Regions from separate parts of the Mus musculus genome. Here all the other regions are linked to region 1. Evidence: chromatin contacts called from public HiChIP or PLAC-seq, Micro-C and promoter capture Hi-C data. All regions are on one chromosome and are shown on one strand. The core of a region is the stretch at or near the end of the contact, and the rest is flanking DNA. Distances in the headings are between cores, read along the strand shown. Region 1 holds the start of Tfap4 (transcription factor AP4). Region 2 holds the start of Zfp263 (zinc finger protein 263). Region 3 holds the start of Naa60 (N(alpha)-acetyltransferase 60, NatF catalytic subunit). Region 4 holds the start of Alg1 (asparagine-linked glycosylation 1 (beta-1,4-mannosyltransferase)). Region 5 holds the start of Cluap1 (clusterin associated protein 1). Region 6 holds the start of Nagpa (N-acetylglucosamine-1-phosphodiester alpha-N-acetylglucosaminidase). Region 7 holds the start of Nlrc3 (NLR family, CARD domain containing 3).

What was found. Promoter capture Hi-C pulls out the DNA fragments that hold promoters and counts their contacts. A called contact is a pair of places that touch in the nucleus more often than the background predicts. HiChIP or PLAC-seq counts read pairs in DNA pulled down with a chosen protein or histone mark.
Region 2: a contact with region 1 is called in a FOXA1 HiChIP or PLAC-seq map of pancreatic cancer cells. The contact joins the promoter of Zfp263 here to the promoter of Tfap4 in region 1. A contact is called at or near these places in 3 of 39 promoter capture datasets (liver and pre-B cells), 1 of 484 Hi-C or Micro-C datasets (erythroblasts) and 2 of 115 datasets of contacts at active chromatin or transcription factors (memory CD8 T cells and pancreatic cancer cells).
Region 3: a Micro-C map of embryonic stem cells shows a contact between it and region 1, with 7 times the contacts expected there. The contact joins the promoter of Naa60 here to the promoter of Tfap4 in region 1. A contact is called at or near these places in 3 of 39 promoter capture datasets (the 3T3-L1 cell line, cranial neural crest and embryonic stem cells), 3 of 484 Hi-C or Micro-C datasets (CD4 T cells and embryonic stem cells) and 3 of 115 datasets of contacts at active chromatin or transcription factors (fetal liver, memory CD8 T cells and pancreatic cancer cells).
Region 4: a contact with region 1 is called in a promoter capture Hi-C map of pre-B cells. The contact joins the promoter of Alg1 here to the promoter of Tfap4 in region 1. A contact is called at or near these places in 2 of 39 promoter capture datasets (cranial neural crest and pre-B cells), 1 of 115 datasets of contacts at active chromatin or transcription factors (pancreatic cancer cells) and 1 of 9 other capture datasets (adipose tissue).
Region 5: a FOXA1 HiChIP or PLAC-seq map of pancreatic cancer cells shows a contact between it and region 1. The contact joins the promoter of Cluap1 here to the promoter of Tfap4 in region 1. A contact is called at or near these places in 3 of 39 promoter capture datasets (the 3T3-L1 cell line, cranial neural crest and stem cell-derived epiblast-like cells), 1 of 484 Hi-C or Micro-C datasets (embryonic stem cells) and 2 of 115 datasets of contacts at active chromatin or transcription factors (memory CD8 T cells and pancreatic cancer cells).
Region 6: a promoter capture Hi-C map of pre-B cells shows a contact between it and region 1, with 3 times the contacts expected there. The contact joins the promoter of Nagpa here to the promoter of Tfap4 in region 1. A contact is called at or near these places in 3 of 39 promoter capture datasets (cranial neural crest, liver and pre-B cells), 1 of 15 datasets of contacts at CTCF or cohesin (embryonic stem cells), 1 of 115 datasets of contacts at active chromatin or transcription factors (large pre-B cells) and 2 of 9 other capture datasets (adipose tissue and liver).
Region 7: a contact with region 1 is called in a Micro-C map of embryonic stem cells, with 4 times the contacts expected there. The contact joins the promoter of Nlrc3 here to the promoter of Tfap4 in region 1. A contact is called at or near these places in 1 of 39 promoter capture datasets (liver), 1 of 484 Hi-C or Micro-C datasets (embryonic stem cells) and 1 of 115 datasets of contacts at active chromatin or transcription factors (memory CD8 T cells).

The regions. Positions count from the first base shown.
Region 1 is chr16:4,557,710-4,561,767 of GRCm38.p6, forward strand. It overlaps Tfap4 (transcription factor AP4), which reads right to left and starts at 2,011. Exons shown (of 7, transcript NM_031182.2): 1 at 1,719-2,011. The coding sequence starts at 1,807.
Region 2 is chr16:3,742,255-3,746,312 of GRCm38.p6, forward strand. It overlaps Zfp263 (zinc finger protein 263), which reads left to right and starts at 1,845. Exons shown (of 6, transcript NM_148924.3): 1 at 1,845-2,513; 2 at 3,523-3,703. The coding sequence starts at 2,121.
Region 3 is chr16:3,882,228-3,886,285 of GRCm38.p6, forward strand. It overlaps Naa60 (N(alpha)-acetyltransferase 60, NatF catalytic subunit), which reads left to right and starts at 2,392. Exons shown (of 7, transcript NM_029090.3): 1 at 2,392-2,579. It also overlaps a transcript of Zfp597 not described here.
Region 4 is chr16:5,231,636-5,235,693 of GRCm38.p6, forward strand. Alg1 (asparagine-linked glycosylation 1 (beta-1,4-mannosyltransferase)) reads left to right here and starts at 1,986. Exons shown (of 13, transcript NM_145362.2): 1 at 1,986-2,222; 2 at 3,331-3,408; 3 at 3,528-3,631. The coding sequence starts at 2,015.
Region 5 is chr16:3,906,769-3,910,826 of GRCm38.p6, forward strand. Cluap1 (clusterin associated protein 1) reads left to right here and starts at 2,241. Exons shown (of 12, transcript NM_029738.2): 1 at 2,241-2,385. The coding sequence starts at 2,364. 1700037C18Rik (RIKEN cDNA 1700037C18 gene) reads right to left here and starts at 1,921. Exons shown (of 3, transcript NM_028484.2): 1 at 1,682-1,921; 2 at 73-426. The coding sequence starts at 1,685. It overlaps Gm41410 (predicted gene, 41410), which reads right to left and starts at 1,885. Exons shown (of 4, transcript NR_153801.1): 1 at 1,837-1,885; 2 at 136-426.
Region 6 is chr16:5,202,257-5,206,314 of GRCm38.p6, forward strand. Nagpa (N-acetylglucosamine-1-phosphodiester alpha-N-acetylglucosaminidase) reads right to left here and starts at 1,756. Exons shown (of 10, transcript NM_013796.3): 1 at 1,641-1,756; 2 at 1,085-1,543. The coding sequence starts at 1,726.
Region 7 is chr16:3,974,593-3,978,650 of GRCm38.p6, forward strand. Nlrc3 (NLR family, CARD domain containing 3) reads right to left here and starts at 2,040. Exons shown (of 18, transcript NM_001081280.2): 1 at 1,737-2,040. The coding sequence starts at 1,785.

The DNA.
Region 1 (4,058 bases), core at 761-3,260:
AAGCTTCTCCAGCTTTACAAAGAAATCAGAAAACAAATGGACTCACAGCAAGATTGTAGTGATTCGAAGAGAAAATTCTAGCAAGTAGGTCCCCAGAATATTTAGTGTCCAAGAGTTTAGTTACTGCTGTTTTGTACCTGCTGGGCCCTCAGGTGAACCGTATCTTAGTGCCAGCTGGGGGGGGGGGGATTAGAGGGGGCTGCCAGCTGCTAGACCCACCAACAGGCCCTAGGTATTGGCTCTCAACTTGAAAGTAAAGTGGGATCCCTACCTGGATTTTATACCTATGCAGCAACCTGCCCCACAGGCGTTGCTGTCTACCAACCAGCCTATGCCACTCAGCGGGCTCCTCCTCCTCCAGCCCCAGCCCTGCCTGGCTGGGGTGTCGGAGCACGTGGCCCCAGCCCTGGGGAGCCATTACGCTCCTAGAGTAGCACGGCAGGCAGGAAAGAGATCGTCGGTTTCAAACTTAAGCGCGCTGGAGAAACCTCTCCTTGCGTGCACCACCACCATCCCCGCCCGGACCCAGCCGGCTTGTAGGGTTCAATGAGCAGATACCAGGGCCGGCAATAGAAATCTCAGACATGACGATTTAACAAGAGTTTAAGAGAGATTCGGCCACTGGTCAATCGCGATTTAGTAGCGAGTGGATCTGGGGCAACCTAGGTAGGATCAAGCTCACTAAGGGGTATCTCAAGAGAGACCTCCGACCACCCACCCGACCAGGAGATTCAACGCTTTGCATTTATGACTGAGGAACAGAAGTGGGACAGCAAAGTTTGCAGACCCATATGCAACAGGAAGTAGACTAGAGCCCTGAAGCAACCTAAGACGCACCCTCATCAAAAGGCCTCCCCACCTGGCCTGCTTAGCCCACCTAGTTGGTTACGGCCGAGCTTTGTGCAAGTAAAGCGTGGCCCCGAAGCGCCTACAAGTCCCACAATGCAGCACCGACCCGGCATAGAGAACTACAGCTCCCGTGAGGTCGTGCGCGCAGAGGCCCGCCTACTCCAAGAGGGCTGCAGAGTCACGTCCAGGCCTCGCTAGTAAACAGCACCCGAGCGCGGGCGGAGAACGTGCGACTAGTGACTGCCAACGTGTGGGGGACCGCAACTTCCCTGCTTGAAGCATGGCCACTAAAGGTCCACGTACGCCTCGCAACCTCGAGCGAGCACGCCCCCAACCCTGCTGCAGCCCTGTTCTCTGCAAACGTTCACACCACCCGGCTCCCCGCCCCCCCTCCCCGCAGCCTGGAACCGCGGCATGGCAGCATTGTAGCTGTCCTCTCGCACACTCCGGGCCCCCCCCAAAACGACCTCCTTAGAAGAGGGTTCCCAGAAAGCGCGAGTAAGCAAGGAAAAGGAAGGAAGCCAAAGCTGGCGGGGGGAGGAGGAAGCGCTGGGTGAAAGCCACCAGCAGCAAGCATGGCCGGGACTGCTGCAGCACCACGTGGGTCTGTTTGCAATTTACAAACGTCGCGACTCGCCCGCCTGCAGCGGACAAAAGTGGACAGAACCTCTCGGGGTCCCCACGTTCCAAGGGAAGAGGGTCCCTAGGCAACGCAAGCAGGGTTCCAGAGACTGCAGCGGACCCAGTAGCTAAGAAAGGCGAGCGAGCTCGGAGGCGCGAGCCATGCGTGCGCACACGCGCACCCGCCCGGGCGGGCTGGCCGGGGGCTGCAATGGGAAGAAGGGGTTGGGGGGAGGAGCAGTACACACCTACAGAGCCCTCCTATCACTTCTTTCTCTGTTTTCCTGAAATGTTGCAAAGAGGGCACCTTCTGAGTGGGCACCATGAAATACTCCATAGCGATAGGCCCCCCTCCTGTGCACGAGCCAGGTCTCGCGGTCAGCCGGAGAATGCAAGATGGAAATCCGAATCAAAGGGCAGCGCCGGACGGAGGTGCAGAATCGGCCGGTCCCAGATGCTGGCGGCAGCAGCAGCAGCGGCGAGGGGAGGGAGGCGGGCGGGAGGGGCGGGCGGGAGGTCTCTCCAGCCTGCCTCCCCGGGCGTGTGTATGTGTGTGTGTGTGTGTGTGTGTGTGTGTGTGTGTGTTTGCAGCTGATCAGATGTCTGTTTCAAGGCGGGAAACAGCTGGTGAAAACTCAGCACTCCCCGGCCTCCTTCCGCGGAGTAAGGAATTGCATGTAAACAAAGGACTATTTGCAGCGCCCCCCCCAGGGCGACTGGATGCTGGGGCGAGAAGGGCGCAAGCTCCTTGGGACCGACTACTACATGGGTCTGCAGACTTAACCCTGGGATCAGGAATCAGGGGTCGACAGCTGGCTGTGGGGGGACACGATGTGAATGGAGTGAACAGCGGCCCAGCTACATGCGCCACTATGGGTGATGAGGTCCATCAGCTGACAGGTTGGCAAGCGTAGCTAAAAAGAAAAAAAAAAAAAAAAAAAAAAAAAAAAAGGCCAGCCCCACCGCACGGGATCCCAGTCTGTGCAGTCCAGGGTCCGGTGAGGACTGCCCAGTGCGGGGTCTTTGCGCACCGCTATCCTGGAGGACGCGCTGGGCGGGGCTGCAGCAGCAAAGGGAAGGCTCTTTTGGGTGTGTGCTTCAGGCTTTTGCATTTTCATAATTGCCACTGCACGGAGCGGAGCAGAGCCACTCTGGCGCGCTCCCTTTCGAGCCGACCCGGGCCCCCTGGAAACTTGCGTCATAGCCACTGTTTCCCACAAGTAACTTGGGGCTGACTCTGACCACCCGCCAGCCTCCTCCCTCCGTCTTTACCCAGGTGGCTGCCTGGCCCAAACTCTGACTGGTGCTAGGAAATTAGATTGCGAAGGGTACAGGCAGGTGCGCAAGGTACCTCGGATGTTTGGGGCTGCCATAGGAAGAGAGAGCAAGTGGGAAGGAAGGGAAGGGCGGAGGCAAGCCAGAACAGCAGCGGCCCTGAGGCAGGCTGCCAGCGCGGTCCGAATATCCATTAGAGGTCTGGTGGTGGCTGCCAGGTCCTGTCTTGCCTCTTTCACTACCTTACTTTCCGACTTCGCGCGCAGCGGGCTGCAGCTTCTCATTCATGGGGAAGGCGGGATAAAACTTGCTCCACCGCCAGAGGGCGCGCTCTACAATGGGGGGGGAGTGGTGGTCTGGGGCAAGGGAGGGGACGTTTTAGGGGTGAGCTTCCGTCCTCTGACACGCCCCCACCTTCCGGTCCCGGCCCTCCCCAGACTCCTGGAGGGCTTGGCCCCAGGCTCAGGAAGCCCACGCCTGCCTCGGAATGTCCTCGCTCCAGCTCAGCGCCTTTCCCAGACCCATTCGCTGCCTTCCAAGGTTCCACCCAAATCGAGCCTCTTAGTTGAAATACTTCTATTTATAACAATTGTTGGGTATTATTAGAAAACATTGTTCAATATTACCAACCTGATCTCTAACTGTAGATGCCAGATCAATTAGCATCTAATCCCAGGGACACGTAACTTGAAAAGCAGCACTTCCTAGCCGGCTGGGCTGTGCAGTTGCACACCTGTAATCCAGAATTCTAGCGCTTGGAGATCGAAGATACGATCGTGCCTCTAAAAAAGACAAAGAAGCAAGGCGGTGGTAGCGCATGCCTTTAATCCCAGCACTTGGGAGGCAGAGGCAGGTGGATTACTGAGTTCGAGGCCAGCCTGGTCTACAAAGTGAGTTCCAGGACAGCCAGGGCTATACAGAGAAACCCTGTCTCGGGGAAAAAAAAAAAAAAAAAAAAGACAAAGAAATGGGAGAAGAAAAAATCAGGAAGGCAGGTGAAATGGCTTTATAGGTAAAGATGTTGGCCTGCAAGCCTGATGACCTGGTTTTTATTCCCAGAATCCCCGTGGTATAAAGAGAGAACCAGCTTCCACAAATTCTCTCCTGACCTTGGCATGTGCACTTTAGCATACATACATACATACTTAGAAATTAATTTTTAAAAGTTTAAAGGAAGTAAAGAATATGAAAAAAGGCAATTTCACCCCACCTCCACCCCCAGACTGGGTTTCACTATATAGCCCTGACTGTCACAGAACTCACTGAGATTCCTCCCCCCACCCCCTGCTTCCTCTGGAATTAAAGGAGCCACC
Region 2 (4,058 bases), core at 595-3,094, 820 kb before region 1:
GGGACAACTTTTAAGTTGTCTGAGTCAAGACATCTCAAGGACAACTTCTCTATCTTGCTGGCAGGATCAAATTAAGTTCATGTTCCCAGGCCCAGGCCCCAACTTCCATCCTGATTGATGGAAACTCCCTTTCTCAACCCCTTTTGTCAAAATGATTGGACAATGCTACCACCCAGCCCAGCCCAGCCCAACCCCCTTGCTTTATTGTTTCCTTTAAATATGCTGCACAGCATCCCCTCAAGGTCACAGTTCAGCTCATGAGTCTGTTCTACAGCCCTGATCAATCAGTAGCAGCTTGATTACAATAAATTTTTGGCATCTGCATTGACCTGGTATTTGAGTTATATTGGGACCTCACGACGGCACTCCATGCCATAACCACAGGACTTACTTCATACCATATCTTCAAAGTTCTATTTCATGTATGAATGCTGAAGCTCTGAAGGGAAAGATACCCTGGCAATCGGGAACCAAAAGTCGTGCCGCACGACAAACCTCATTCAAGAGACTCATTGGGAAGGAAAAATCCAGAACATCATTCTCAGCTCAGGAAAGAAAGCAGGGAACTGAGTGGTAGGCAGGGTTTATACAAGATTTCTTAATCTTCCCACCACAGCTTTCCAGGGTGAGGATTGGTAGAATTTCACTGAGCTTGAAGGAGATCAGAGACTGATGAGTTTGCTCAGGGCTTGAAGGGTTTCTATACCAAGCTCCAGGATTAGTGGGTTTTTCTGTTCAGGGTTGGTGGGATTTATTTATTTTTATCTTTTTGTCTTGTAGGGTGGGGCCAGGCTACTCTTCCTCCTCGGGCCAGGGAATGACAGTAACAGCTATTATTAAACAACTATTAGGGTTAGGGACCATTAAGGAAGTCAGAGGTGGGAGGGACCTGGCTGCTGGAGCTCCTGGTGGCCATTTTCCTGCCTCAAGGTCTTACAAAGTATAAAAAGTTCACAAAGGGAGACCAGAGCAAGGAAGGCTTTCCCTGCCTCTTGAGTTGCAATGAATAGACAACAATGTAAGCATGTGTCCAATAAGTGATTACGGGTTTTCGTGACACACTCCTAGAATCTGCAGACTCCACCACCTGTCTGTGACAGCTGCAGTCTCAGGCCTGGGCTATTCTCTCTTCAAAAAATAAGGAAGTCCGCCTTGGTGTTTCCTTTTCTTCAACCTTCAGGAAAATAGTCAGAGCCGATGATTATGCTAATCCTTAGACCTGCTCTGGGAGATGGCAAGAGCAGTTCATACCCAGAGCGTTCTTCTGGGTCGACCAGCCACCTAAAGATGGAGGACTAGGGACCATCGCTCACAGGGAGGCAAAAGCTCGGGCACGGGTATGTTTATCGTAGCTCGACAATCCATTTAGACCTGCTCAAGCCACAGTGCAGGCGCAATAACAAGGGCGCGCCATGGACTACATTTCCCACCAGCCCCAGGCAGCTCGAGCCCTGGAAGCACAGTCTATTTCCGGTTGTAGGTCTCCGGAGTGTTGGGATCGGCCTTCGGAAAGGTTTTCTTTGTTAAGCTTCTGGGCCCCGACATGACACTCTAGCGCCTCTGGACTCTGGTTCAAGCGTGGCTGAAGAACTTACCTTTTGGCAAACTTTCCTATGCAAATCTGAGCCAGGTTGTCCCCGGGTCACATCCGCCCAGGGATTCCCACCCCTACCGCTTCCCCACCTGGAGGCCCCGCCCATTGCGTAGCCCCGCCCCTCATCCCCATCCGACTTGTTCCCCTCCCGCTCTTTTATGCAAATTTTCCTTGTCCTGGGTGGACCGTGAGTACGTGGTGAGACCCGACCCAATGGGAGACAGCGCAAGGGAAACGTGAACCGGAAGTCCGTCCTGACTAGCGGCCGTTGGCTTATGACGCCTAACTCGCGTGCTGAGGCTTGCGACCCGGGCCCTGCGACTTAAGTTCTGTGCGGGCCTGAGAAGCCGGTCAGGTGGCGACGCTGCAGGCCTGATATTGCTGAGATTGTGACCTGGGTTCCTCCGGCGGGATTTGGAGCCCGGAGTCTCTCGGTTGCTGCAGCCGTGGCCTACTGCTGTACAGAACCCAGGGCGTCTCTCAAGGCGGACGTAGCTGGTGTCGGGACCTAGGCTGGTGTCGGGGCATGACTATGGCTGCGGGCCCAAGCTCGCAGGAGCCAGAAGGGCTCCTCATAGTGAAACTGGAGGAGGACTGTGCCTGGAGCCACGAGGTACCCCCGCCTGAGCCAGAGCCCAGCCCGGAGGCCTCCCATCTGCGATTTCGACGGTTCCGCTTTCAGGACGCCCCGGGTCCCCGGGAGGCCCTTAGCCGGCTTCAGGAGCTTTGCCGCGGGTGGCTGCGGCCGGAGATGCGCACCAAGGAACAGATCCTGGAGCTGTTGGTGCTGGAGCAGTTCTTGACTATCCTTCCCCAGGAGATTCAGAGCAGGGTGCAGGAGCTGCGCCCAGAGAGCGGCGAAGAAGCAGTCACTCTTGTGGAGCGTATGCAGAAAGAACTTGGGAAACTGAGGCAACAGGTGACAGCTGTTTTACCCGTGGTTTGGCCCGGAAGTCATTGTGCTAGCCTCTTCTGTAGTCGAATATACTTGATCGTCCTGAGTACACTTTACAGGAAGGAGAGGGATTTTTTTGTAGCTTATCCTTTCCTTCCAGATTGTTCCCATATGACGACAGTAGGAAGTGAGGAGCACTTCCACCAGTATTTAGTTATGTAGTTAGAAAGCTTCTCACAGGCCTCGTGACTTTGGGCAGACTACTTAATCTGTTTCGTCCTGTTTTTCTGTTGGCTAAAGCACTGTCTGGGAATAATTTTGAGGACTTGGAGAAAAGTATGTCGTTTGGATGACACCTACTGCCACTGCTTTGAGGGGTTTGTTTTGTGACAAAGTCTTACGTAGCTCAAGCTAACTGACTCAGTGTGTAGTTGAGCTTGGCTGCAGAACAGTGGTGGTCCTCCACCTTCAGTCTCCCCAAATTCCGAGTTCTAGGGTTACAGGCAGAGTCTAGATATGTAGCCCAGGCTTAAACTCGAGGCAATCCTCCTGCTTCAGCCTCCCCACTGCTGATTCCCACAGGCATGTGCCACTATCCCAGGCCTATATTTAGTGGATAACACCCAGCATATCTTAGTCAATAGTTTGCAATACAGAACTGGATCTCTGCTAATTGAACTCTGAAAAACAGCTAAGCACCGAGGGGCTATGGTCGCAGCCTGATAAGTTCACCTTATCTAGTAGTGAAACGTGGAAGCATCTAGAACAGGTGAGTGTGATCGAGCAGAAGTGAGGAGTATCAATGGAATATGTTGAGAAAGTGTGCATTGAGAGTGGACCCTCAGTTTTCTTGCTCCATCCCTCCCCCATTTTCTGCTACCACCTAAAAAGCCCTTAGCATAAAACATCTTCTTGGCCAAGACCAAAGGGATAGTCTGTGGTTCTCTGTTGAGGGTGTGTCCTAAGAATCCTGTACTAATTTCCAATTCTGTCAGCCCCGTTGTGATGATGAGTGATGTGGGTTGGTTCCCAGGTCACAAACCAAGGGCGGGGAGCAGAAGTGCTTTTGGAGGAGCCTTTGCCACTGGAAACAGCAGGAGAGTCACCGAGCTTCAAGCTGGAGCCAATGGAGACTGAGCGAAGCCCTGGCCCCAGGCTGCAGGAGCTGCTAGACCCCAGCCCCCAAAGGGACTCCCAGGCTGTAAAGGAGAGGGGTGAGGAACAGTTATCTGGGCAGGTGGGAGGGAGGAGGGGCTCTGGGATTGCCACTCACCCTAGCAGAATGTGGTACAGGTGCCAAGGAGAAAGAATTTCTGAAGTTAAAGTTCTCAGTTGTGTTCTGAAAAACCTAAAAGTGGTGGTATGAATTCTGTAAAGGTTGGATGGGAGGAAAGGGGAAGCTCTTAGTAAAGCCATTCTGTGTACAGAACAGGCAAATTCTAGTTAGCTGATTGATGTGGGGTGTATGGTTAGAACCCTGTCGGCCAGGATGGAGGATGGCTCACATGCCTTTACTATAACCCTGTTACTTTAGATCACCTTAGCACACCTTTGCTACTTTTTGTTTAC
Region 3 (4,058 bases), core at 1,142-3,641, 680 kb before region 1:
CATAGTTTTCTCGTTGATGTGTTAGCAATGTTATTTCAAGGCTGTGTCACAAGTTGCACTTATCACATGCCCTCTTGCTTCAGCCTCTCCTGTGCCAACACACCAAGACCAATCTTCAGTAAGTTTAATTAGAAATAATTTCAGTAATGACACACAAAGTATAATTGTATTGAATGCTCAAAGTGCCTGAATGGGTCTAACCCTGCTTCTCACAGCTGCTTGCATACAGTAGCACGAATAAATACATTAGTCTAGAGTTGTAAATTATATAAGTCTTCATTTTGTCACAGTGATTTTCCATTCCTCCTTAAAAATTAACAACTAGGGCTGGGGAGATGACTCAGTGATTAAGAGCACTGACTGCTCTTCCAGAGGTCCTGAGTTCAAGTCCCAGCAACCACAAAGTGGCTCACAACCATCTGTAATGGGATCTGATATACTCTTCTGGCATGTCTGAAGACAGCTACAGTGTAACAGTATAAATAAAAATAAATAATATTTTAAAAATTAAAAACTAATACTGACATAAAAGGAAAATATAAAGGTTGCTCTACATAGATTTTGCTAGCCATATATATCATACTTAACAGGCAAGACTGTTAGCTATTTATGGTTGATTTGTATCTATCCGGGGATGGAAGTGTACAAGGCTGGCAGCCTTCTACCATTTAGTGACATATGAAACCACAAAATTCTACAATTGAGGTACACCTTACTTTCCAAGATGTTTAAAGACTATGGCTTTTTATGTTTCTAAGATCGTGATGTTTTACACAGTTTGAGACACAAAAATGTATTGATGTGCCTTGGACCAGCCTCAGTCAGCCTCCCTCAATCCGCGGAAAAAAATTTCAGGGTTCCCGTTGCAGGCAGGCATGGAGTTGGGACGAAAAAGGTGACAAACAGACACAGACACAAGGGAGTGCTGTATCTGGATGTAATTTGTCAAATTGAGCACCAGTCTTATATTACAGACGAAAAACAAGAAGGCTAGGCGAATACATTTGCCAAGGTACATTGGTTCTTACACAAAACAAAGAAAATGCATACATAAAAAGATAATGGGAGCCAGGCCTTGTTTACAACTGAGAATAGAAACAATCCTTAATTAAGATCAGCCAAACACAGGAGCCAGGTGAATGCTCTGATGCAATGCTAGTCTATTGTTAAACCCACCTACAGTGGTCCTTTAGTAAATACCTGATTATGCTATTCCTCTGGGCCTAGTGAAAAACCTGCACCAGGGGAATTCCATTCTACTAACCCTTTCATGAGTAATACTCCAACCCACCTATTTCCTAGGCCATTGTGTATTCCTGTGTTTGGGTGAAACTCAGCTATTGTTCTAAGTAATTACTATGCAGACTGGCCCTGAGCTTTTCTAGCTCTGTTCTAGTAAATTGTAATGTCTGATTATTTTCACTGTCTCTACTAGAAGTGAATTTGAATGTTACTGAATAGGTAACATTCTTACTGAATTCCAAGCTCAGGGTCAGGACATTGGAACACTGACAAAGGCTTAGCTATATGTCAAAATCAATCCTTAAAGGCACTTATAATAAAACAATACTGAAAGAGAGCACACGAATCCATACACCAGACTAACGCTGGGACAGGGTTTGAGTATACGTGCTATTGGAATGCCAAGGCTCCAGGAGGCGAAGTTTCCGTGAAAGTCTTCACCTCATGACTGCTTCCAGGTTTCTAAACCTGTAATGCGAGTCACTACTGGAGTGGATGTAGCACTGATGTATTTCTTGGATATTAATATTTTTTTAAGGTTGGTTGAGCCTTTGACTACATACCATTTTAGTTATCTAAAAGCAAAGAATAAACTGTTGGTCAGCAAGCTTTTCTCTGGTTACACGAACTGAATTATCTCTGAATTACATCTGGATATAGAACTCCCACCCCCACCCAGCCCTGAAGGCCAATGTCACTTGTCCACTGCAATGATAGCTCACGACCACCCTTCTGTGGCTGTCAGCGCGAGCGCGGGGCGGTGCCTTTTGAGTCAGGGCTTCTAGCAATCACCAGCGCCAGCATCTATTAATACTAACCTCCAGTGGGGGAAGAGCAGGCCAGCGGCGGAGCCGTGCGTCTCAGGACTAGGGAGGCCTCGGAGCTCCTCTGACCCGCTTGATCGAGGAAAGGCGCCCTCTGACCCGCTTGATTGAGGAAAGGCGCGGAAACCCCGGCCCGCCGCCGCCGGTGTCCACGCATGCACGCAAGGGCAGCTGGGCGGCTCGCAGCTGTCTTGAGCTTCCGCCGCCAGTGCGGGAGGCTTCGGGAGCAGGTCCCGCCAGCGGCCAGAGGCTTGCCAGCTCCCAACATGGTGGCGGCGGCGTCAGGGAGGGCGGTGCCACATGGCGTAGCAGCCAATGATCTTCCGGGCTGCGCCGCCGGCAGCACAGGAGAGGCGGAAGTGCCGCGGGGCCGCCTTCCCTGTCCCGGCTGCGGCCCCTGCCGGTTACATAATCTGTCGCGGGGGACCGCGCAGTCCCACGTCCGGCTTCCCGGCTCCCCCAGGATGCGCTGAGCCTTGAGACACCGTCCGCTGCCGCCGGCTCCCGTCCGAGGTGAGGCAGCCGGGGGCCTCGGCGGGTGCAAATCGGGGCGGTGAGGAGGTCGCTGTCGCGACACCGAGGGCACTGCCCGCCCGTGGGAGGCCGGGTTTTCCGGAGAGCCCCTTACCCACCCCTGCGCGGGGCGCTTCTTAGCGCCCAGTTTGTTTCCGTGACGGCGGCGAGGGGCGCGGTGGGGCGTCGGGAATTGGCCTTTCTGGGGACCCTCAGCCAGTAATTGCAGGAATTGGGAGATGGAAAGGCGGCATCCTCTGGTTTTGGAGGTGAAGGGTCTGGTCGACTCTTCTAGCTCCAGCCTGCCTCCCTTAAGGGACTTGTTGAGCTGGGGGTAATTGTCGACTTTTTGCACGCGTGAAAGCCGAGGACCCTGCTTTAGGTCTGTCGCGTCTTTTCATTCCAGCAGTACTTTTGGTATTCCGGCACATGGAAGCTAAGCGGACCCTCCATAATCGCCTCTGACTTATTTCTTCTGAATTGGAGAAAACATTTGCCAAGGAGAAAAGGGGATCTATGACCAGTGCTGCTGTCTTGGGCTGGGGCTGTGGAGAGGGTACTCTGGGCCTTCTGAACCTCCAGCAAATGCCTGCCTTGCTGGTGTCAAAACCCAAGGCTTGGGGAGCCAGGCTGCAATAAACATAAACTTTGGCTCCTTTATTGATCTCTTAACTCTGCCAAGTCCCAGAGCCATGTGCTTTTGGGTCATTCTTGTCACCCTTTGGTCTTGAAAGAAGAGACTCACAGCCTAACTCTGTGGCTCCTGTGGTGTCTGGAGTGCTAATTAAGGAAGTTGCCAAAGAGCTTTTCCTTTTTCAAAGTACTAGAAACATAAAATCCCTGAATTAGTCTTGGCTTGTCTGCTGGCTTGTGTGACCCAGCAGGCAAAGTCATGTTACTCCCGAAATCATCTATGCAAAGACTTGAGTCCACAAAACCATGTGACATGGAGGAGAGTTTTAGAAGGCCTGTGACCTTGTTACCAGCCGAAATGTCAGGAAGAGGAAGGTCTGGGACAAAAACAGCATATAAGTACACACAGAGAGAGATGCACACACCAGTGAACTGCGAGTTAGTACAATGTGATTAAAAACTAGAGGATGCCGAAGGGCCATCGTGCCAAAGTAGTACACTGCTCATGGCAGGGAACATAAGTCTACACACCTCCTTTTAGGGTTTTTGTATACAACAAGAATAATATGCCAGATGTAAGCCCCCTGAGAGTGGGGTTTGCATTGACTCTTTAAAAAGGTTGTAGTTTGCTAGATTTTCATCTTACAGACCTAGACAACCCCACATCAGGCTTCCTGGGCTGGGTTTCCATGAAAATTGTTACATCTTGTCACAGAATTAAGTCTGGTCTGGTGTCAGCACACCAGCACCAGCATAAAACATACAATTTCGGGTTGTTGGTTTTTTTAAGTCTCAATGTGTCTTGTCCTTACTATCTTTAACCTCTTTAAGTTGTAACTTGAAGAG
Region 4 (4,058 bases), core at 736-3,235, 670 kb after region 1:
GGAACACAGGGCCCCCAATGGAGGAGCTAGAGAAAGTACCCAAGGAGCTGAAGGGATCTGCAATCGGATAGGTGGAGCAACAATATGAACTAACCAGTAACCCCAGAGCTATGTCTCTAGCTGCATATGTAGCAGAAGATGGCCTAGTCGGCCATCATTGGGAAGAGAGGTCCTTTGGTCTTGCAAACTTTATATGCCCCAGTACAGGGGACTACCAGGGCCAAGAAGTGGGAGTGGGTGGGTAGGGGAGCAGGACTGGGGAGGGTACAGGGAACTTTCGGGATAGCATTTGAAATGTAAATAAAGAAAATATCTAATAAAAAAAATTCCTGCCTGAACTTACTTCCTTGTCATGGCCTAATGTCAGATTCCTGCCCCAAGCCCATTTCCTTGTCCTTGGCCAATGTCAGATTCCTGCCATGCAGCCCCCAAAGCTCCCCACACAGCAGTACTTTTCTAGCTGGCAAAGTCAGGAACTCTAGAGTTCATGCCACTATCATTATCTTATGCATCTCTTTCTTTCTCCCTTTATTGCCCATACTTAAAAAGTTCTCCCTTCCTTCCTTCCTTCCTTCCTTCCTTCCTTCCTTCCTTCCTTCCTTCCTTCTTCCCTCCCTCCCTCCCTTCCTCCCTCCCTTCCTTCTTTCCCTTCCTTTCTTTCTCTATAACCCATTGTCTATTCGTCTCTCCCTAAACTTGAGTCTCCTTTTTCTCCTTATAAGCTGAAAGCCAACAAGCTTTAGTGAGCTTTCTGTTTCTGCCCCTCACAGCTGAGATTATAGGTTTTGTGGTGACATCCAGCTTGTTACATGGGTGTCAGGATTTGAACTCCTGTCATGATTGCAAGTAAGAGCTCTTAACTGCTGAGTCATTTATCCAGCCCCTTATTTTTTTGAGTTCTTGTCATAAGCTGCCCAGGCAGGTCTTGAACTCTCTATGGAGTCGAGGATGACCTTGGCTTCTCCTCCACAGTGCCAGAATTACAGGCTATACTATGCCTGCTTCCTCTCTTTTGTATTTGAATTGTTGTATTCAATGTGCATGCATCTTAACAAATGAAGAGATAAACATTTTGCTTAATAAATTTTCTCACTGGAAGGCACCTCTGCTAAAGAGCCAGAGGCCCTATGGTCTCTTGCCTTCTACCAACAAAGATCGGTTTCCATGTGTAGCCATGATCTTGTTTATACATTCACTTCTCAGGGAATGGCCTCTTTCCTCAACAAAACTAGGAAATTCATCCAAATTGTTTTTATTTATTTAGTGTACAAGGGAGGTGCTGTGTGTGTCACAGCAGGAGCGTGGAAGTCAGAGGATGTAGAGAGTTGATTCTCTCCTTCCTGAGATGGTACCCTACTTTAGCATCAAACACCTTTACCTGAAGAAAACTCATCAGCCTCTCATCTAAAATTTAATCTCTCTTGTTAGATTATTAAAGGCAGCTACTGAGAGAGTAGATAAAAGAGGCTGGGTCTGATCATAGCCGAGACAAGTTCATGTACGGTGAGGGTACATTTTTGTGTAGATGGCTAAGATACTCACAGAAGATGAGATATGGCCTCCTATAGGGGTAGAAATGACTTCACAGTCCGTAAGGGAAGCTGAGAAGTGTACTCTAGCAGCAGGTAATCATTATCATCATTATTATAGTTTGAAATTTATCTTAGCGGTCTTTAAAAGAAGTTCTTAGACTCCAATAAAGGTACAGCTTTACTTTCACAGGGGAAAACACACTTCAGAGAACTTGGCATGGCTAAGTCCATTCTTGGGCTCCTTAAGTAACTCTTCAAAGGCCTCCTACCCTTTCCAGGCCCCGCCCCCCCGTTCAGAGCCCGCCCCCATCTTCCAAATTCTCTTTCCTTTTCTCCCAGACCTCGCCTTATCCAAGGCTCCGCCTCCTCCTTCGTAAAGAGGCGATTTCATAATCACCTCCCCCTGGGCAGGGTCTGGGGTGTGCGCTTGCGCATAGCGAGGCTTCCGGGCCCGGTCACGTGCTCGGCGCCGGCCGGCCAAGATGGCAGCGTCCTGCGTGGCGCTGCTGGTTCTGGCGCTGCTGTTGCTGGTGCTGCTGCTGGGCTTGTGGAAGCGTGGGCGGCAAACGGGCAGGGCCCGGCACATGGTCGTCGTGGTGCTGGGCGACGTGGGCCGCAGCCCCCGCATGCAGTACCACGCGCTGTCATTGGCCCAGAGCGGCTTTTCGGTGACGCTGCTGGGGTTCTACAGTGAGTGGCGGGGACCTGAGAGGGAGGCTCAATCAGGAGCCTTGACTCTCCCTGTTTTGGGACAGAGGCGGGAGCAGCTGTGCTCCTCTCCTGCCTGTTCTGGTCTGGACCGCTGTTTTCTGGTGTCTGGGAGCAGCGGGCGTCAGTCGCCGTTTACCATACGTGAGGACTACAAATAGATCGGTTGCAAAAGTGTCTGTCACTTGCTTTGTTTAGGTAGTGCACAGACAGGCTGCAACCCTGGTGTGTGAGACCTTAGTGCTGGTCACCACTTCCTCATGCTGCCTTTGTCACTGAGTTGGCAGGCTGAATGTTTCTTCACATCCCTTGTCCAGCCGCAGAGCTTTTCTTGCTGTGGATGGTTCTCTTGTCCCCTAAGGTGTAGGCAGAGGTGTCCACTCCCTCATCATGTCCACGTGGATGATTTTTCAGGGGTTCACTCTTACTATGCAGCCTCTAGCTGGTTTGGATCTCACTATGTAGGCCAGAGTGTCCTTGAACTCACAGAGATCCACTTGCTACTGCCTTTAGAGTGTTGGGATTAAAGGCATGCACTTTAGTAGCCCCTCAGGTATCCAACCTTTTGACACAGTCATATGAAATCTGCTAGCATGTTGGGGACATTCATAACTATCCTCGAACACGTGCTGGGCACCTCAAATTGGATCTGCGAACTTGGGGGTGGCCCAGCTCTATCTAAGGGAAAGTGGAAATAGCCCTTATTGGTCCCCGTGTGGAGTGCTATCCTAGGGCAGACTGCCATCCAGGAGTTCTACTCTTTATCAGTTAAATTGGGTCCCTATTGCATGCCAGTCATCAGGTTAAATTAAGTAGGTATGATGAATGCCCTTCGAGGGTATTCTATAGAAGAACACAAAGTGACCTCATTTTCTATTCTGGGTACTGGGGACCTGTGAGGTTTTGATAGGTGTTATTTTCCTTCCACCTTGTTTACTTGAGATGGGCATGCTTTGTAGCACATGCTGGCTTTGAACACTTTATCCTGCCTTATCCTTCCAAGTACTGGAATTACAGATGTGAAGGAACACACCCAGCTGACTGTAACTGGCTATTTCTGATACCTGAAAGGGCTCATTTGCATTTGCAGACTCCAAACCTCGAGATGAACTCTTGCAGAATGATAGGATTCGGATTGTGAAGTTGACAGATCTGCGGGGCCTGGGAGGTAGGACCAGTCAACTCCAGGTTCTTGACTAGGGGTAGGGATGGTTGCGTATTGGGAAGATGAAGGGACTCTCAGTGCCAAGAGCTCTTTTGTAGAGACAGATGTTTTCTGACTTGCAGCTGGGCCCCGAATTCTCCAGTATGGAGTCAAGGTTGTATTTCAGGCAGTGTACTTGCTGTGGAAGATGATGCGCATGGACCCTGCAGCCTACATCTTCCTCCAGGTATGTGCCAGCTGCTCTTTCCTTCTGTGAGAATCACCATTATCATAGCAGGTCTCTTGCTGGTCTTTTAAACATGCACACATCGGGTTGTGGGTGTGGCTCAGTGAGGTCTTGGATTTGATTTCCAGCCCACATACAAAATGAACAAATTATTAAATGTATTTAATACTTCTGTGTGCATAGCCTATAAAAACATGGGGAGGGCTGCTGCACTCGTGAACTTGCAGCTATACAAGACCGGGGCAAGGCTGCCAACACTGTAGCATGGGCGGGGGGAGGGGGGTGGATTCACAGGGGAGCCGTCCCTAGCTAAGGAGCTGTTGGCAGTTAATGGTTGTTGGGGGTGGAGGTTATTTTTCTTCTCCAGTGTATCCACTAATAAATGGCCCATTCTTCAATAAACAACCTCTCACTTAGGTTATTATAA
Region 5 (4,058 bases), core at 991-3,490, 650 kb before region 1:
AAATGAAAAGGCCCATTTGAGTTCCCTTCAGTCTTTCTTTCGTGTCTTTAGTCCTGCCTTAACAGAGCTTACCTGTATTTCCCAGGCTGTCCCTGGGCAAGTGGGCTTCCAGAAGGGCTGAGCAATGGCTGTTACCTGGACCCAGGGTCCCCTGTGGCAGGTCCAGGGGCCAGGGTGAGCCTTCAGGCCGTGTCAGGCTGCCCCCAGCCATGAGCCGGCCTAGCCAGTGGCTTCCACATTGGCCAGCAGGCTGCATGTGGCCTGGCAGGTAGAGAGCCAGGCTCCGGAGGTGTCGCAGTCGGAAGTTCTTGGGCTTGCTTCCCTGAGCACTGGGGCCCTGCTGCTGCTGGGCCCCCAATCCTCCCTCATAGATGTTGGGTGGTGTGTCAGGGTGGCTGGGGCGTCCTGGGGCCCAGCTCACTGCATCTGCAAGAGAGAGAGAGAGAGCAGGAGGGTGATGGCCAGTGGGAACAGCATCTGGGGGAAATGCAAGTACCAACTCATACGTAGCTTCTACTCCCTGGCTATCCAGTCTTAGTTCCTGTCTATTCCCACTACTCCGCTGCTCCCCTAACAGAGGCGCCCAAGCAGCCCAGGACTTTGGCACTGAGATCCCGTTGAGCACTTCAAGCTCGTTTTGTGCTCTCTACTCTAAAAAGAGTATGCTGGCACCAGTGTATATAAGCACAGTGGGTACAAGAGGGCATGCCTGGCCCAGTCATATAGCCTAGATCAGGAGTTACTCCCTTCCCAAGCATGCACATCCCTGGGCTCTCCCCAGTAGCTTTGGGCCCAGGTTGGGACAGTGTGGCATCTCTGCTGCTGCTCCTCCCTGCAGCCAGGCACCTTCTCTTATTCGAAGCTCAGAGAATGCACAGACCAAGGCTTCCATGGAGGGCCAGTATGGTGGGGGAGGAGTGGCCAGGCCTTCTGTGCAGTAGGGCCTGCTCTCCCCTGTCTAGGGGGTGGATCTGCAGGTCTCCCATAGCAACTGGTCCTTATGATGTCACAGTAAAGACTAGTCTTCCTGGACCTCCTAGTTTGGGAGAGTATGGTATGTCAGGGGCAAGGAGGGAGGCGGGCAAGGGAAGAGACCAGAAACCTAGGGTAAATTTGTTGATGTTAGATTCAGAGCAAGCCACATAAGACAAATTGGCTTTGGTATGCTGGAAAGTCATTCGCTAGGCTTCCTCATTTGTGGCAGGGAGAACGAGGATTTGGAGAACAAACCTGTAGAGATCTGAATCATGCTGAGAAGATGGTTCTGGGTGACACTTGTCTAATTATCCATTTTCTCATAGGTTAAGCAGTATGTAGATAATGCCAATTTTTTTCCTGTGCATTCTGACAAACTGGAACAATTATTCTGCTGGTAGAAATATAAAACTACAGGTTCTTTAGAATCTTAACTCCACCACAACTCTGTTTCATTATAGAAAATTTAGTTCTAGGTTTTACATCTAGGTGTATGAACCATTGTTTTTTACATAGATATTAATTTGCTATGGATTGCTCATTGTTTCAAAACCATTTGTTGCAAAGACTGTTCAAATGCATTGTCCCCCATGTTAGACTAGCCACGAATGTATGGCCCTACCCCACATATTTTTGTCCTTAAGTATCTACTCTTGGTCAGTACCACCGTGTTCTAGCCAAGGGCACCTTTACTTCTTGCACCTACCCATTTTCCTTATCGCCCACCCTTCCTGGCACAGCTCTCCTCTCTCCAGCCCTGCTTTTGTCGCGGTTGTCCTCGACTCGTAGCAGTCACCAAGGAGAGTTCTCTGTAGAGCCTGTGCTGACCCTGACACCCTAGGCGTGGTACACCAGCACTACCTCGCTCCACAGTTTCCAGGGCAACCTCTGGCGCGCGAGTCTGGGCGCCAATTTCCGGCTTGTCGGGAATACTGACTAGCTGTGCGTGCACAAAAGCCTTCCGGGTACAGGTCTCGAATTCTGCCCAGGGTAGGGTATCTTCGTTCCTGTCATTCTGTGGATACTTTATGAGGCTTCGACTGCGGGGTTTAGCTATGCTTTTACAAATACAAAGGAGACTCGGTCACAAAAGGTTATAATGTGCTCCATATATCAGTGAGGTAATGAGAGTTCCAACGGGACCAGAGCCAAAAGCGCTCTCTGAAAGACTATGACGTTGCGCAGCTCGCAAGGTGCTTGGCGCCACCTGTTGGTCTGTGTCCTGCGCTTGCGCTCACCACCCCTCTTCGCTTCCTGTCCTGTTTGGCCTGGTCCGCACGCTGTCCAAGGCCTCTGAGCGTTGCTATAGAGACCGGAGAGCGCTGGGCCTGCGAACTCTACAGAGACGGGCAGCGGCGCCCCAGTGGACTCTTGGGGACCAGAGCGCCATGTCTTTCCGCGACCTCCGCAGTAAGGCTGCACCCGGCTTTCCCGTGGGCTTCCCAGGATCTCGAGACTCCCCTGCCGGACCCCTGCCAGAGCCGTGGGCCCAGGCAGGCCGTGGGTCCCTGGGCCAGCCAGGGGCTGACAGAACTTTACAGCACCTTTGGAAAGTTCGGTCCGTCACTGGCCACGTGTAGCTAGAACACTGGGAATGTGTCTCGAGCCGCTGAAGAACTGAATGTTTAATTTCACCTCATTTTATCTCTGGTTGTCACGGCCACATTTGCAGCCGCATTAGAAAGGTCTTGCGGAAATGGAGACTTCTTCTGCATTTAGTTTGTAGAAAGAACCAGTAAAGCCGAGGAAGTGGCCGGATGAATGGATGGCTAGTGCTGCTAGGTTGTTTTGTTCATTTTTGAGGGTTTGTTTTGTTTGTTTGTATGTTACAATCTGTCACATGCTGTCCTCTATGTGGGCAATATTTCATTTACTCCTAGCAGGTTTGTGCCCTGGTTAGAGATGAAACAGGCAGCAAGAGGTCAAAGTAATTGAACGAGTTGCTTTAGAGTTTGAATCCAGCTTGCCTGAATGCCAAATACTGGGCAGAGAACTTGGCTAGAGAGTGGGGAAGCAGACTACTCTTACTCGTTATACTCTTTGGGGGAAACATCCTTTTTGTGGCAGGTGATTATATTTCACCCTTATTGTTCCTAGTTTTAACTGCAAGTTAAGTAGTATAGCTACCCCTGGTTCACACAGCTAGAGTGATGGGACTGTGTGACCTAAAAAATCTTACTTCACTTACAGAAGAGTAGCAGCTATTAGGGTCGTGTTGTCTAGGGTTTGAGGGTATTTGAAACAGTGTAATTATGACTGTCCCACGTAGTTTTTGATGAGGCTGGCACTTTACTGGGATCATTGAATAGTGATCATTGTACTGGAAAGAATATTTAAAAGGAGTATTTCAGAATTTATACTGATTTATATTTTTTTACCTTAAATAAATGCTGTATAGTGTGTAATCTATGAGACTGTCACCATTTATAACAGTGGAGAACTTGATAGCTACTACTTAGCTAAAAGGAGTGTTTAGGCAAAACCTGACTTTTTTCATAGAGGTATAAGGAAAAGCTGCAATATAAAGGGTATACATATATGGGATATATGTGTGTGTGTGATATAAGGGAAAGAAATAAGGGAAGGATGCTTCCTATCTTTCTACCATCTCTTCGTGACCTAGCAGAGTCTGCCTGCCCTGCTTTGTTGCCCAGATAGATTGTTTGGAATGCTGAATGTACATTTTGAATACCCGTAAGCATGAGTAGACATTACATTGCCAGGAACCATGGTCAAGATCTCAGCATATTGTAAGAACTCAGAAATGTTGGTTGTTTTCTTGCTTTCTTGCTCTCTTTTACTTGTTTTTCAAGACAAGGTTTTTTCCTGTCTTGAACAACAGCCCTGGATGACCTAGAACTTGTTTCATAGACCAGGTTAGCATCAGGTTCACAGAGGTCCATCTGCCTCTGCCTATGAGCACTGGGATTAAAGGTATGCAGCACCACGCCAGGCTTGGTTGCTCATCTGTAAGCCTCGCTTTCTTCATCATTGTTTTCTCCTTTCTTTCAAGCAGTGTGGCTTTGTTTTAGTTGCTCCCAACTTAAAATATTACTGTTTACTAATCTTTGGTTTTTCGAGAC
Region 6 (4,058 bases), core at 506-3,005, 640 kb after region 1:
CTCAGCACCCATGAGAAAGCTGGCTGGAACAGCACACACTGTAGCCTTAGTGCTGGGGTGGGGTGGACAGAGGGAAGCAGGAGGGCCCTGGGGTTTGCCGGCCAGCCAGGTTAACTGAACCAGTGATCTCTAGATTCAGATTTTGTGTTAGAAAATAAGATGGAGGAAAAGAGAATAGAAGACATTTGAAATCAAACTCTGGTCTCCCCTCAGGCACACACAGATGCACACACATTTAAAAAAAAAAAGTAGGAGGTGAGCAGGTCAGTGGACCATTGTAAAGGAGCAATAGGGGTACTGAGACAGTGATCATGACAACAAGTCTGGAAGGGAGTCCAAGAGAGGAGCAAGGGAGATGGCTGGAATGTAGAGAGGTTGAAGGACAGAGCCAGGGAAGAGAAACTGCAGGCGCTGGTCACTGGCAGAAGTTTTAGGATCTGTGAAAACCTAAGATCAACAGTGGTGACACTGGCTGATGTTGAAGGATGAAGAACCAGATACATGGGCAGGCCCAGAAATTGCAACCAAGGGCTGAGAAGAGTTGGGGAAAGCCCACTTCCCAGCCTTGGCAAAAAACGGAACCTTGGAAGAGAACTGGAACACCAGATGGCGCTACCTTCTACTCCTGCCTGCCTGCTGTCAACTCTGGCTGCTGTCAAATTTCAAGAAACACAGAAACTTCCAAAGGCTGCCCTCAACAAGCTCCTTGTCTAACCTGGATTTTTATCAGGACAGCAAAAGGCCTCCAGCTAGCTGTCTGGGACTGCTCCATAAACTCTACACTATTTCCAATTGGTTCCATGGCTTCGTTGAACACGAAATGTTTCTCTAATACTACACAAAGTTCACTAGGGCACAAACTGTGTTCAGGCTCACGGTCGCCTCCCCAAGTCCCCACACACGGCCTGATCACAGATTATTCAGTGGCACATGAATAAACTTAAAGGAAGGAAGGTGTCAGCGTCATTACTCGGAAGAAGAAAGACAGGAAGTTTGGTTAGGGACCTGGACTCGGAGGCATGGCTCTGAAAGAACATCAGAGACCCTTTGCCCTCTACAGCCCCGGGGCTCCCTGCCTCCTCACCCGGTGACTATGGTTCCATCGCGTCGGATACCGAACTGCGCGTTCTGCAGTCCCCCTGAGCTGCTCACCAGCCGCCCGTCGCTCACCACGTTCCCCAAGCACTCGCCAGTGCTCATGCGGAAGAAGCCACCGTTCTGAGCGATGCGGCAACCGGCCGGGACGGCTGTGTCCTCCACAGTAGCGCGGCGCTTCTGCGCGCAGCCCCCGGCTCCTCCGGGCTCCAGCACCGAGAAAGTGCGTAGGGGATCGGCGACCCGCGTCAGGTGGCCGGCCACCGCGCGCCCCTCGAAGTGCGACACGAAGGTGCGCACGGCCGCGTGGTGGCTGGCGCCGGGGTTCGTGGGTGGCGGAGGCCAGCTCTCCTGCTCTGGGCTACCTGAGCGCACCCGGGCGCAGTCTCGCGAGGGACGTCTGCGCGCTAGTGGGTAAGGCAGCAGCAGGTCATCGTCGCGGGAAACCCTGCAGGGACGGGGCGATCGTGAGGTCGGAGGGCTGTGCCTGAGAGCGCTCAGGAAAGGTGGACCCCAGCCAGGCTGGCCCCGGCGGCTGCACTCACCCGAAGCTTAGGCTGCACCACGCCACCCCGAGTAAGCCGAGCAGCGCGGGTATGAGGAACAGCCCGGGCCCCCTGGGCGCCGCCATATTGGATTGGTGCTCCGGTCACGTGGGCTCGCCCCACGTGATTCCAGGCCAGGCTGTTGGGTGCTTTGATTACGCATTCGAATTCCATCAGAGAGGGTAAGGCTGGAAGGGAGATAGATAGCTTTTTATTCTCATATTATGTCAAACTTACAGAAAATTGCAAGAACAGATGCTGGGCCTGTGTAAGTCTGTACAGAACTTGCTTCTCGTGCTTAAAGCCCTAGTTCCTTCTGTGTTGCACAAACCAGAAGTGGTGGCCCACGCCACAACCCCAGCATTCAGCAGAGGCAGGAGAATCGGAAGTTAAGAGGTTGGCTATTCTTGGCTAGTTAGTTAGTTTGAGACCAGTCTGGACTACTTGAGACTTTATCTGAAAGACAAGAAGAGGAAAAGGAGCCTAGGGGGTAAGAGGAGGAAAAGATGGAGGAGGAGGAAGAGGAACTTTTAAGAGTGAAGCTCGAGGCCAGCCTGGTCTACAGAGTGAGTTCCAGGACAGCCAGGGCTACACAGAGAAACCTTGTCTCGAAAAACAAAACAAACGAGAGAGAGAGAGAGAGAGAGAGAGAGAGAGAGGCTTGCAGCCCACTCGTGGTGGTGCACACCTTTCATCCTAGCATTTGCTAGACCTGTCTGACTGGATTAACTCTTGTGTTTTGGGTAGCTTGGTTTATCTTCGTTTTTGTTTAATTTTATTTTTGAAGCAGGGTCTCTGATTTATAGGTAGGCTGGCTTGAAATTCAGTGTGTAGACTGGTCTAGAGCCTCTTGCTTCTACCTAATCCCCAAGTGATGGGATTAAAGGCACAGGTCCCCAACCTGGCCCTGTTTTGGGTATCTTAGAATGACAGGTCTCCACTCTTTCCTCCTCTTGACCAGAAGAAACTAGTTTTCCTCTAGGATATAGGAACGACTGGCGAGATGGCACAGCACATAAATGAACTCGCTGTGCAACCTGAGATGAAGACCCTGAACCCATGGAGAGGAGGAAGAAGAGAATTGGCTGTAGAAAGTCTGATCTACATGTGTGCACCACTGCCTATGCACCCACTTGTATCTCACACACAGACCATAATAACTGACTGACTCAAGCTTTCAGGTGACAAGTGTCCTGTGTTATAGTAAGTCCCGAGCCTGGGATCCTCCTGGCGAGTGTCCCCTTGAAGCACGGCTTGTGCTTCAGTGCTGCCTGTCAGAGGCTGCTCTTCTTAGGGCTTACCCAAAGGCAGAGCCCAACGCAAAGTCCAGTTCCTGACCTCCTCAGGGGCATTGTCAATCTAGTAGGTGCCAGGGATTTGAATAGGTTTAAGCCCCTTTCTGTCTACAGTGAGCAGTGTGTGTGCTTGAAACCAGAGCCATGCTTCTTGGGGTCTGTGTGTGATCAGGCTCAGCCATCTGTACTGAGCCTTGTCCTTCCCAAAACTCATGGTCTTTGCAAGGCCTCAGAATGGGTTTCTTTGTATGTCTGGGTTTCTTAGGCACAATTTGTTTAGATGAGGTCATCCTAGAACTCAGGGGATTGCAAACCTAGTCTGACTGCTGTACTGAGAAGAGGCAGATACACACAGGGGAGGCAGGGCCACATGGAGGCATTGCAGCCACTGGAGAGGGGCAGCCACAAGCCAAGTGATGTCTAAGATGTCCAACAGCCACCGCCACTCAGAGGCAGGCAGCAGACTGAGCCCAGATTCTTCTGAGATCTCCAGAGAGCCTGCATGGCTGGCGTGCTAGTTCTTAGAAGCTCACACAGCTAAGAGCCAGCAAACAGCTCTTCACAAATGACTCTGAGGTCTGAAGTAAGCATAGCTCACTCCTGTGAATGCTGTTCAGAGGCTGCTTCTGGGGGCTGTGGTGTCAGCTGATCTGCTTTGATACCACTGTGTCGATGCGGCAGGGCCATGTCTCTGTTCTTTGCTAAAGGCGGGCAGCCAGCAAGCCAGGCCTGCCAGCATCCTCCCTGACTCCAGAAGTTCTCTGGCTGTCAGGAGCAGGCTACTGATAAGGCAAGTACTGACTTTGCTCTTACCTCTTTCAAAGTCTGATTCTCCCCCCAGAGGTGCTATCCTGTTCAAGCTTGGCCGACAACTGAGCTGGCGAAATGTTTTTGTACACGTGTAAAGTTTACCCCTGTATTATTTCAAATGCTGATTTCTTCATCTCACTCTCTGGTTTCCATCTGTGCACATGGCTTTGTTATATTAACTCTGAGAAGCTTCTGTCTCAAGTTTGTAGAAACATTGTTCCTTATTCGTTCTCTGCCTTGCCAATAAAAGCCAACAGGCCAATACAGAGCTTTAGAGAGAATAGGTGGAACTTGTGATTCTAGGAGGGGTGGA
Region 7 (4,058 bases), core at 790-3,289, 580 kb before region 1:
CACACGGATGCCTGCACAGTTGGCCTAGCTTATCACACGGATGCCCGCACAGTTGGCCCAGTCTATCACGCAGATGCCTGCACAGTTGGCCCAACCTATCACGCAGATGCCCGCACAGTTGGCCCAACCTATCACACAGATGCCCGCACAGTTGGCCCAGCCTATCACGCGGATGCCCGCACAGTTGGCCCAGCCTATCACGCAGATGCCCGCACAGTTGGCCCAGCCTATCACACGGATGCCTGCACAGTTGGCCACTAAAGAATATGCTTTGGGATTCCATTTCCAGGGAACTTAAAATCTGGACAAACCAATCTGAAACAAGAGATGTCAAATAGTCACTTTTGGGGTTGCTTCTGCCTGAGAGGCAGCACAAGAGACCTCTGGGTGCCAGTTTCTACACATTGATTAAACACTACCTGTAAGGTACATCTTGACTTTTGAAGTTGGCAACTGTGCAGAAATACAAATGTAGTTGGACCAACTGAAGTAGATCACTGTCAGCCTGTCCATGGCAAAGGTCAGGATGCTTTCTAGTAGGATATTGTCAGGGCATGGAACAAGGCTAGCTATTGCCTTCTGTAATTGGATGCCCACCAGATAATCTTATTACTGCTAAACAATAAGGTTGTTGTAAACAAGAGGATGAGGCAACCATGTTTTCAAAGGACTTAGATCAGTGCTTCTTGACTCTGGCAAAGCATTATGTCTGGTGGAGCCTATTCTGTGCCATGCTTCTCTGCCAGGGCCACAGACCCGGCCTGAGCCAGGTGAGTCCCTTCCAAATGCCGGCCTTGCCCCACCTAGCTTAGCTAGGGTGGGGACGGGGAAGGGGGGGGCAGGGGGAGGCGGCACTGTTCATATCTCTGGCCACACACATAGTACCTTGGGTTTTTTTGTATGACCTACTCTTTACCCTCATCTCCCTCCCCAGGCCTGACTTAGCAACCATAGCAACTATCTGGTTTCTGAGATCAGCATCCTGAAAGAAGTAACTTCTGCCCTAAGGATACACCACAGCATTGACCTGGAGTACCAGCAAGCAGGTAGATCTAGCCCTCCCAGCAGCAAAGTAGATACAACCGTTGCGGGATGGCCAAAGTGAGCCTGTGATAAGGAGGGGAGCCGGGAGGAGCCCCAGGGCCTAGAAGCCTGTCCATGGGTGGACACCATAGCTAACACTCCCTGTGTTTAACATTCACTAGGCTTTGCAGCCACACCTCTTACAGAGGCCTCCCTTGGTTAGCAGTCTCAGAATGACAAGTTTTAACTAACGCCAGGGTGTGGCTAGGAGTGGCCCTGGGGGAGGGGTATTATGGGAAAGCTGGGAGTTGTATGTAGCACGCCCCTTGACCTTTGGGGTAGGTGCTGGAGTTGTGACTCCACTTACAGGTGGCAAATGAACACAAGAAGAGGGTCACCTGCTTGGGATCACAGCCTTGGAGGAACCGGGTTCCAATCGTGGTGCTGCTTACTTGCAACCTGCAATGCATCCTGCTCCGCCCATGCCATCACCAAGAACACAGAGCTGGGTCTTCTCCCCTAGAACTTGTGGATCATCACCCTGGGCACAAGTGAGTCTACCAGACACTGACGCATCCAGACCCAGCAGCTCCAACACCCAGGGCTCAGCACTCCGTAGCCTCCTCGTGCCCTCAGGCCTTCAGAGCCTCTACCCTCCCTAGCAGCTTTTCCTGAGTCCTCCCTTGCACCGATGTGCTCTGGGTGCTACTTACCTTCCTGCCATGGTGGCTGCTCCAGGGTGCTAAAGGGCTCCGCCTGCATGCTCCTGGGCACAGCTCTGCTCCAGTGAGCGGGAGGCCATGTTTATGGCTGAATGCCTTGGGTAGTCAGTGGCAGGTCAGCTGAGGCTGAGACCTTGGTCTGTCCAGAGCTGAGGAAACCTTCTCTGAAGAGATCAGGGGAGTTTATCACACTGATCACGCCAGGGCTGGGAGTGACAGACCTACCACATCCTGTAGTCCCCAGGAGCCCACCCACTGTCACTGCAGCCCCTCAGCTCTTCCTGTCCTCCACCTCAACCTTCCTTCCTGTCTAGTTTTAAAAGCTAACAGCCTCGCTGACAAATCAGTGAGCTGCTTGGCCCCAGGCTCACCTCTTTGGTTCTGTCACATCCCCCAGAGTAGGGAAGTTATGTTGGATCTCCATTCTGGGACTGAGCATCCTCACAGCATGTGCTCGGGATGGGTACAGTGCCAAAATTGTTGACATTCATTCTCCATCCTCCAACAGACTGTCAGAAGGTGGGGGGTGGGGAAGCAGGGGGCAGGGAGGAGGTCAGCACCTGGGTTTAGGTCACACTGCTGAGAGATAGTCAGTGGGGCCGGAATGCCTGCATGCCTCCAGGCTTTGATACCCAGTGACCTTCCTCTTATTAAAGCACGTCTTTCACCCTAGAGGTGCTTCTGACCTAGCCCTATCCCTGTGAGTCAGTGGACCCTGGAATGCAGCACACAGCTATTCACAGCAGGAAGGTAGGTGTCCTGCTCAGATGCAGAAGAAAGGATAAGGACAAGGACGTGGCTGAGAGCGATCAAAAGAGAAAAAAAAAAGCTTGCAATAAATGGACCATTTAGAATGTCTTCTACTGATGGGGGAGTAGGGAGGGGGGAAGGAAGCCATTTACTGTGACAGCTCTGACTGACTTAGGAGACGTGGTAGCCAAGTGACCAAGGGGCCTTGGGCTCTTCAGCAAGCACACAGAGTTCTCAGGCATCTGTTGAGTTCCGATGTTGAGAGCAGCCTGCATGCAGGGGTGCAGGAGGCATGTGGCAGACCTTTGTTTCCCATGGAGAGGTAGGACTTTGGTGCTAGGTTAGAAATGCTGTTTTGGAACGTCTGCCACCCATCTCTTTCCCTACTGAGCACAGAGGAGCAGGCTGGGAACTTGTGGACACCGTGGCAGACCATGGGAAGCCTGAGGAGGCTCTAAGCAGGGGAAGCAGAGAGCTATAGTCCTGGCCAAGGGGTGCAGCAAAGGTGCTTTGTGGGCCAGTCACACGAGGCCCAAGAGGCTCAGCCTGCCTCCTCCAGAGATCTAGCAGGAGAGGAAACAGCCTTCTTCCTGAGGATCTTGGGGAACATCCTAGTGCTAGCTCCTTCCTCTCCTCCCAGTAATGGCCACCAGCCCCATACATGGGCTATTCTGATGTGTGTGTGTGTGCACGCACATGCATACACACATGCCCAAATATACACATTTCTCCAGGGTCTTCTTCACTCTGAGACTTTGTTACCTGAGAGCAAACAGCAAGGCAGTTAGTAGGCTCAGTTCTTCTTAACTTGGGGAGTGTAAGGCTTCCAGCCTGCAGTCAGGGGCCTTTTCCTATGGTTTCCTTACCTGAGCTAGTAGTTGTTTATCCAAGCTAGGCTGTGGTTCAACACAGACAAGCCTAGCCCATGGCAAGGGCTGGACCACAGAAGTGAACAGGCTAGAGGTCTGTTCATATTACCCAGACCTCCCTGTCCACCCAGACCACATCTGGTGATATGTATGATGTACTTGTGTCCAGCACACATTCTGTGTTGGGGCTAAGTACTTCTTGTGCTAACCATATGAAGGCAGTGTGGTTTCTGGAAGAGGACTCCTCCTCACTTTAATCAATGAGTAGTCCCAGTGCCCATGTAGCTTCAGCATCACCGAAGGATGAGGCAGCCATGCACCTTGATTTCAATCAGCTGGCCCAGTGCTGTGATGCTGGAGCCAGGGTGTTTTGTGGGAAGGTCCCTGCTTGCTGGCCGCTGCTCTGGCTGATGGCCACGCCTTCATTGCCTACGTTCACTTTAACCTACCTCCTCCAGAGGCAGCAACTGGCTGTTTTAAAGTAAGTGAATGATGCTGGATACATAGGTTCAGGGGTTCAGAAATCTATCACTGGACTACCCATGGCACTTGGCTTCCAATTGCCTGCCTGGCCATCAAACGCAGGAATGGTTTCTTTCTGGTTGACCACAACCAGGACACATTCCACAAACACCAAGCTGTGTTCTCACCTCCCTAAGCACTGCTGGCCTCTGAGATCACCTCATAACTCTTT